Linked DNA regions of Sus scrofa: region 2 is linked to region 1. Evidence: chromatin contacts called from public Hi-C data. All regions are on one chromosome and are shown on one strand. Each heading gives the region's core, a stretch centred on a gene start, on an enhancer-like site or on the middle of the called end of the contact. The rest is flanking DNA. Distances are from core to core; before and after follow the strand shown. Region 1 overlaps LOC102163764 (a long non-coding RNA gene). Region 2 overlaps LOC102163764 (a long non-coding RNA gene).

The links. A called contact is a pair of places that touch in the nucleus more often than the background predicts.
Region 2: a contact with region 1 is called in a Hi-C map of heart right ventricle, with 2.8 times the contacts expected there. The contact joins two enhancer-like sites. A contact is called at or near these places in 2 of 47 Hi-C or Micro-C datasets (embryonic fibroblasts and heart right ventricle).

Annotation. Positions count from the first base shown.
Region 1 is chr14:80,632,751-80,637,190 of Sscrofa11.1, reverse strand. The region is part of intron 2 of LOC102163764 (a long non-coding RNA gene); the gene reads right to left. Among named protein-coding and RNA genes, the nearest start is that of RPS24, 160 kb to the right of the region's middle. Within about 2 kb of position 1,855, at least 3 of the 83 cell types and tissues checked have an H3K27ac peak or open chromatin away from gene starts, as enhancers often do.
Region 2 is chr14:80,888,323-80,892,346 of Sscrofa11.1, reverse strand. The region is part of intron 5 of LOC102163764 (a long non-coding RNA gene); the gene reads right to left. Among named protein-coding and RNA genes, the nearest start is that of RPS24, 420 kb to the right of the region's middle. Within about 2 kb of position 1,591, at least 26 of the 83 cell types and tissues checked have an H3K27ac peak or open chromatin away from gene starts, as enhancers often do.

The sequences.
Region 1 (4,440 bases), core at 606-3,105:
GCTCTCACTTCCTGCCCGCCAAAGGCTCCTGCAGCAAGAGAAAGTCCTCCGGCAACAAAATGCAGGTACCAGCAGGTGGAAGGGGAACCAGCCATGCATTGAAGTGGCGGGGCCGTGTGGATGTGGGCAGGGCACTGCTGCCATCTCCTACAATCTGTGTTTCCTCCACCATAGCCTTCGAATTGGGAGAAGACAAACTTGTGGCTTTACTTTAGGATGCCTCCTGACATACTAATGTGCACTGGTGAACTTCCAAGAGCCCAGGTACACACCTGCCCTGATTTCTTCCTCCCCAGGCATACCTATTAGTGTCTCACTGGACCTCAGTGCTGTCCAGAGACTTTGGGGAAATGCTGTCACAGCTGCCTTTTTATTAACATGGATAAGTGAAGAAGGCAAGTTCCTACGGCAGTTGGTCTAAGATGCTCCCATTTTCTTAATGTGTCTGAAAAGAAAGTGACCAGCAATTTTTCTTCTCAGTTTTGATCCTAGGAAAGCATTCTCATCCAAGGAGGCCTATTTAAGAGCATAGAAGGCAGCACCGCAATGGGGGCGGGGGAAGTGGAAGCAATCTAAAAGCCCATCACCAGAGGGATAGCTAAATAAACTCTGATGTATCTGTGCTAAGGAATGCTACCCAGCAGTTAGAACAAACGAGTTAGAGCTATAAGTACTGACATGGAGAGAACGCCAAGACTAATAGTTAGGTGACAAAATCAAAGTGCGGAACAATACATACAGCGTGATACCATTTCTGTTGAAGGAAAAAACATCCCAACACACTAAAAATAAAATCCATGTATCTCTATATGTACAGATATAAATGTGTGTGTACACTCAGAGAAAGATCAGGAACAATACACATCACAATTATAACTGTGGTTACCTCAACGGGAAGGGAAGCCGGGAGAGAGGGGGGTGGTTACCTTGGTCTGTATTGTGTGACTGTTGCTAACAAGAATGCATTCCTATATTATATGTGTAATTAAAACATTTTAAAGAAAAAAAAAAAAGGGAAAACCTGGCAGTATATCTACCAAAATACCAAAATATTTACAGGGTTTATCTCTGAGTATTGGGATTAGGGCTGTTTTTAATTTTCTTCTGTTTGCTTATCTGTATTTTTAAATTTTCTACAAAGAACATGTCTGTTTTTGTAATAAGAGGAAAAAAAACCTGAAGTAATGTTTAATTAAATACCCACTACACAGGCCCGCAGGGAGGAGCTGTCCCTACCTCTGAGCCAGGTTTGTGTCCACTTTTTTTTGTTTGTTTACACCCCTCCTGAGCCAATTCAGACTTCGATTCCAGGCTTCCCAGATGTTCCATTCTGCACTGGACACCCCCAAGGACCTAAGTTCTGGCTCTCCTAAAGGCCAGTTCTGTTATTCCCTCTCTGTGCAACCTCGGGCCCCACAACACCCTCTCTGGGCCTTGGTTTCATCCCCTACCCATTAGGAGTCCTAAGATCCACCCTGCCTTCTCCACACTGTGGATGGGAGGCTCCAGGAGATGACAGCTGGGCTCTTCTTGAGGAGAACCCTGTGCTTGTGTGCAGATGGTCAGCAGAAGGAAAAAGGGACTGACCAGGAGCCATGACTGCCAAGTCCCAGGACCCCAGACCCTGCCAAGGAGACTGGGCACCAGCTGCAGTGGGTCCACGGAATTTGAAGTCAGGCTGCCTGGAGAAACGTGAAGGATGCAAATCGACATGTGAGCGACGCCCAGCTGGAGGAACTGTGTCTCCCTCAAAGTGGGGCTCTGAGTGTCAGATTTTCCACTCTATTTCTCTGTAGCATGTTCTGCACATCCCAGTGCTAAAAATAACTACAGCACTGGGGGCAGCCTCAGAGTGGCTCCAAGAGCCACTGGGGTTGGCTTGGCACGACAGCCTCCCTTCATCTGGGCAGGACTGGACCCTGCCACACAAAACACCCCCACTCTCCTCTCCTCTCCCAGCCTCCTCCCTGGGTCCATAATTCCTTCCTCTCCTGTGCCACCAGGGACCCTGGGAGCTGGCAGCCTGGGAATCGCAGGGATAAAAACCTGCAGAGAGGGTCATTTGTTTCCACACCCAGAGGAGTGCAGTCACTCCTAAGGCCTTAAAGACAGCAGAAAAGGTGCCCTCAGCCCAAGCCCTGCCCCTGAACTCCAACCTTTCAAACAGCCCACTACTTGGGAAGCCATCCCCCAGACTAGCAGGGGTCGCTGCCACTCCAGCAGAAGCTGGTTTCTCTTGTTCCTATTCCTCCTAGGGAGAAATAAGGAGGGAAGAGCTAGTTCCAAGTTCAACTCAAACTGAACATGGGGCAGATGTATGGACCGGGGTCTGCTGTCCTTGGTCTCCAACACCAAGGCCAAGACTGAGTCACAGGTCCCTCTGCGCAGCGGGGTGAAACTCCAACCATTTGAGCCAGTCGTGAGGTATCAAAATGTCTTCCCTCCTTAGCTTCCCCACCAACTCAGCCACAAGGAAGGACTGTGCACATCTGTGCTGGGCCTGGGAGGGCAGCAGGAGACATGGCAGCCTGAGAGGCATCTGTGTCTGCGAAGAGTTTATGTTACACTCGGGCCTCAAGGCTAGGGCACGAAAAGGCAACAAACATGGTATACAACCCATCACAGAAGGAGGCAGGGAAGTCATAGCACACCCAGGGAGGTGACCCCTGGCTGGGAGTGTCCCTGGAGAAGTGACTAGTGAGATCTGAGTAAAGACATGGAGAGGAGAGGCCACAGGTGCTGTGGACACAAAGGAATGCTGAGGAGAAGGAGAAAGAAAACTGAAAATGGGGTTGAGTCCAACTATGCAGCCCTTTCTTTGAACATCAGGGATAAAGATTTGGACTTTATTGCTTAGGCCACATTTCTAAAGAGTATTCCAAAAATGGGTCAAGAAGTGAATCTGAGAAGTTCCTTTCGTGGCTCAGTGGTTAACAAACCCAACTAGAATCCATGAGGACACAGGTTCGATCCCTAGCCTCGTTCAGTGGGTTAAGGATTCAGCATTACCATGAGCTGTGGTGTAGGTCGCAGATGCAGCTCGGATCTGCCATTGCTGTGGCTGTGGTATAGGCCAGCAGCTCTAGCTTCCATTTGACTTCTAGCCTGGGAACGTCCATATGCTGCAGGTGCAGCCCTAAAAAGACAAAAAAAAAAAAAAAAGTGAATCTGTAAAACAAATGAAGGGATACGTGTGTGTGTGTGTTGTGGGGGGGAGGGGGCTGTATTATGATTACATTGGACATACTTAGCTTAAACCAAAGTTAACCTGTTTCTTTACCAAGGACTCCTCAGGGCCTTTGATCTGTGACATACAGGGTAGGTCCCTGAGAAGGAAGGGACAAAGGAAGCCACGTTTCCCTCACTTGACCACAGAGCTCTTTCATCACAGAGCGTCTCATGGGACCAGCACTCCAGCAAACACATTTGGGAAACATGGCAGGGTCTGGAAAGGCCAGGAATGCAAGGTGACTGTCATTTCAGGTCGTGGCCTGGAAGCCTGTGCAGCCATGCTAGAGCAAGGGGAGAGGCCCTCCTGGCATGGGCAGATGCCCAGATGAGTCAGAGCTGCCTACAGCCAGCCCTGGGGGACCTGGAGGAACCACATGATTTCTCCAGGCCCCAGTCTACTCTCCTTGGAAGGGGCAGCCTCCATGGGCCTGTGTGGGTGGGACAGTGGGGGAAGCTGTGAAATGACTCTTAGCCAGGAGGAGTCTAGAGCTGGTCCTACCACCACCCCCAGTAGTAGGGGGCTAGAATCAAAGTGGGGGGCTTAGAACAGGGCCAGTGATGAATCAGGAGACAGCACGTGAGTCAGGACATCCCGGGAGACATAACCTAGAACTTGAAACAGGACGTTTCCCTCAACTCCTCATCCTCTTATTGTTTCTTGCTTCCCAGCCCCCTCTAAGCCTTCTCCTGACAACACAAAGCCTCCAAGGGAATCGTGTGGAGTTTGGAGGGAGATCTCTGGCATTCTAGAGCTGGCTCTGACATTTCCAAGCGGTGCAGCCCTGGGAAATCCCTTAACTTCTCTGAGCCTCCATTTCCTCAGCTGTGAAGGACAGACAAGGATGACAATGATGACAAGGACACTCTGAGGTCTTCCTGTGCCGGCCCACATTCTGCATGCTTGATGGAGAACAGGCTCTAGTATTATCCTATTTTTACAGATGTGCAAACTGAGACACTGGGGAGTGAAGGGAACTGCCCAAGGCCACACAATGAGTGAAGAAGCGGGAGATCTATCGCAGGCGCTGCAGTGACAGAGAGGAACATTCTGGGGACCAGCATGTCATCCCCTTACAATGTCACTAGGATACAGGGAAGGTTGCATTTTCAAAGATACCCACACCACAATCACCCACCCCACAGGCTCACTGGCAATATGGCCTTGCTGTCCTCCATAAAGAAGAGGGTTCAATTTCTCTGCCCTCTTGA
Region 2 (4,024 bases), core at 342-2,841, 260 kb before region 1:
CCTCTCATTCCATCAAACATCTGGAAAGGGAGGAGTGGTCTCACATCAGCCGTGTCAGCATCTTGACCAGAAATCCCCTGTGCAAACAAACTTCAGCCTCCCAGACTCAGTTTCACTTCAGCCCGGCAGGGTCTCTGGGATCCTGATTCACTGTCTAATACAGTCCCCAGCTCTACCTTCACCTCTGCTTCTTGGGCCATATTTCTTGCACATCCATAACTCAGATGTTGGCTAAGGCCTCCAGGCCCTGAATACCAAGGCACACTTGGCTAGAACCCCCAACTCCAAGGTCCGTGAACACACAGATCCCTGCCCTTGACTTTTTCCCACTCCCAACGTCATGCAGACATCTGGGAACCAACCTGTTGCCCAGAGAAATTCATTCACAACCAAAAAGTCATAAGTTAGTGACTCTGATGATGCCATCAGGGTGCAGGGTGGCTCACATCACAAACCCCACAGCCCACACAACAGCTTCATGCCTAGCCCCCCTTTCCTTACTTCCTCCCTGTCCCCCATCCCCTCCCACAGAGCCCCGCCCTGCACCTCCTGTTGGGTCCTTCCACCTCCACTGGGGCTCACCCAGGATCTCAGCTTTTGCCTCAAGAGGAATGTAGGGGACTATCCCCCCATCTCATTGCATGTCAATCATTTCTGACTCAATTTTGAATTCTGGGCTCCATCTTTCCGCAGCCACCCAGCCAGCATCTGGGCTCTGATCCCAGTTAAGTGCAGTAGAGAACAAAGAGTGAGTAGGCTTCAAGGGAAAAAATTTAAAAGACCTTTATTGCTTTAAAAATTATGTGGGCCGACTCACCCACATCCTTAAATGTATGCCTGCAGGCTCCACAAAATAGAAGGAAAAGAACTCCGGACCTTGTACCTCGCCTTACTCAGCAGCTCACCCACAGTTTGGCCCCCTAGCTGGTCAGCCTTGATGGGATCACAGAGTTCCAGCAGTATGCATGGAGCTCGGCACCTACTAATGGGATTCGGGCTCTGGTGCTGACACATAAAGGTGGACTCTCTGGACACATCATTCACCTCCCAGCCCCTGTTTTCTGCTAGGCTGACATCCAGCGATCGGGGATGTTATGAAAAATCTATCCAAGAAACAGCATCATCCGGGAGGTGCCTCAAGACCAGAAAACACAGCCCCAGAGGGAAGGGCTGCTCTTATTTGTTGAGCTCAGGAAACGCCGCTGATTTCGACACACGCCTCAGTAAGTCTCTAATTAGGAAGGAGATCTACTGTCACAAAAACCACATGTCTCATCCCAAAGCCAAATGGAATGGGTTTCTGCGTGGGTCCCGCTGGTGGAATATGAGGAGTCACCCCTCCCTCCCTGACAGAGATGACCCCGGAGGCCCGGCTTTGAGGCTCGCTCCGTTGGCTCCTGGTCTCAGAGCATGAAAGGGGCCTGGCAGCTGCAGGCAGCAGCACAAGAGGGCTGGAGCAGCTGGGCTCAGGTCAGGCACAGGGGCTTGGGCTCAGCAGAGACAGCCAAATGCCCAGCCCAGCTGCCACCACCCCGTGCTGGGGCCCTATGCCCAGGCCAGCCCCGGGAGGCCAGGCTGGCAGACTCCCCTCTGCAGCTGCGAGGCTGCCTGGCCCTCCCTGCCATCTCCAGCTTGTTTTCCCTCCCCTCTCCTGCCCTCCAATCTCCCACTTTGCCTCTCTGCCTGTATCTCCTCCCTCTCTATGTTTTTCCTTTTCTCTTTCAGTCTCTCTTTATCTCTCTGTGTGTCTATCTCTGTCTGAGTTTACCTCTCTTTTGTTGCATTTTTTTTCTCTTTGTTTCCTGGCCTCCCTCGGTCCCTCTGTCTCTGCAGTGGGGAGGCAGGGGAGAGAAGGTGGGGAAGGGCTCAGGGATCTCATTCCTTCCTGTTCAGGACTCAGGTAGAAGAGGGGGCGGGATCCTGGGAGCAGGTTGAACTTGGACTGGGAGCAGTATGGGGCCGTGGATCCTTAAGGCGTCTCACAGAATGAGGCCAGGGCCATACGCCGTCTCCCAGGGCAGCGAGGGAAGCCTAGCGCTCACCTCTTATGGACACCACAGGGTGCTCCCTGCAGTGAACTTTCCTGGGCCTTTCCTTAGACCCAGATCCTGGGCTGGAGCTGGCAACAGGATAGCTGAGGCGGTGGGGCTGCTCTGATGGAGCTCCACATGCACAGGTAAGGGATTAAATGCACAATTCCATGGACCCACAATTCCAAGGGGCACCCATGGGTCCAGCAACTCTGCTCACTGGAGAGGGAAAGCTGGAGCTGGGCCTGGAATGACCTGGAGCTTCCTAGGATGTTCTAGAGAGTGCACGGGGGGAGCTGGGTGTATGCCAGCCTAAGCACAGGAGGAGTGTGGGTGCAGGGGGAGGGGGAAGGTGAGACTAGGAAGGAGGTTCAAGTCCTGTCCTGCACTAAGAGTTTCCCAGGCAGCCCCCGGATGCTAGAGCCTTGTCCTCCCATGAAATCGGGAAAGTGCCCCTTCCCTTTCCCTACCTTTTGCAGAGAAAGGGAAATGGAGGAAGGGGCCATGTGGACATGACTGTCTGTCTGCCCAGCAGAGGGGGAAGGCTTCTGCCAGGCTCTCAGTGCTGGGAAAGGGCATTAAGATGAGCTAAGTTCACTCACTGGGGCTGAGTTTCCAAGAGCAGAACCTTATTTAACATGATTTCTGTAATGGGATGGAGGCGGTGGCAGCCATGAGGCTGAGGGACAGAATATCAGTGAGAGATGAAATAAAGTGGTGCTTTTGGCAACTGGACTTGATGTTGCCTGCCCTGCCTCCGGCTTTCCTGGCCCAGTCACACACACCCCTGCCCCCAGAGAGCTCTGAGACCTGAAGATACTCCAAGCTGTCATTGTGCAATGGGGAAACCGAGCAAGAGGGGGAAGGTCCTCAACAAAGTTCAAGGCATCTGCCAGAACTGAGTCAGGCTCCCAGCTCTGCACTGCACCCGTGCACCTGCCAGCTCAGGGGTGGTGCCGCTCCTGGCTCCCCTGAGAGGTTGAGGTATGTGGCCTGCAGGTGGATCCTGAGTGTGAACTGGTGACCTGAACATCATCCATGCACAGGAAGGGCCGGGAAATCTAATCACAGGAGCAGAGCGGCTTTTGAAGACCACCTCTCATGCCTGCGGCAGGCCCCCTTCACTGTCGTGCTCACTGCCACTTCCAACTGTGAGCTTCTCAGATAAGGAACCTAAGGCTCAAGGTGCGCAGGGGCCCTGACTGGGTGCTGAGGCTCAAACCAGAGTCTCCCAGCCCTAAAGCTAATGGAGAATCTATCCTGTCAGATGTATGTGGATATTCACACTCGAATGTTACCATGTGATGTGGGTGTGGATGGTGTGTATGTATGTATAGCACTCACAGCCACACACATGCACACATATGCAAAACACACACATACATATGCACACACAGACACATGCGCACATGTACACAGGCGCACCCACAGGTTTTTTTTTTTTTTTTTAATCTTCACTGCCTCTCCTTGCCCTGTGCTGCATGGAAAATTAGTATATTTCTGCAGTCACTAATCCCTTTCATTTGGATCCAAGCAAATGACAGGATCAGTCTCCATCACTGCCATGGCTAAACCCCAGGGCTCTCCCTGGTGCCTTGAATAAGAGTCAAGATGACCCACTTTCTCCAGCTATCCCCTGTCTCCAGGCTGCTTTGGCTGGGAAACTGTCAGCCTGGTAAATATCACAGGCTTAGCAGGCTGGTTCCAGCTTCCAAGTCTGCCCCCTTTTTGGCTGCCCAGCCTGGCTTATGGGACCGAGCCCCAGGGTCCTGCTCCAAATGCCAGGGTTCAGCTGCCCATACACAGGCAGGACCTGTCTGCACAGCATGCCAGCATCCACAGAGATGCTGTGCCCAAGTGCAGACCAAGGGCACTCACTCCCTCAACCAGTGTTTGCTGGGTGCCTGGTCTGCATCAGGCACACGAGGCCAGCCTGGGAGCTTACAAGGACACAGGCTCTGCCCTTATGAGAGCCCAACTTGGAAGAAAGCTGG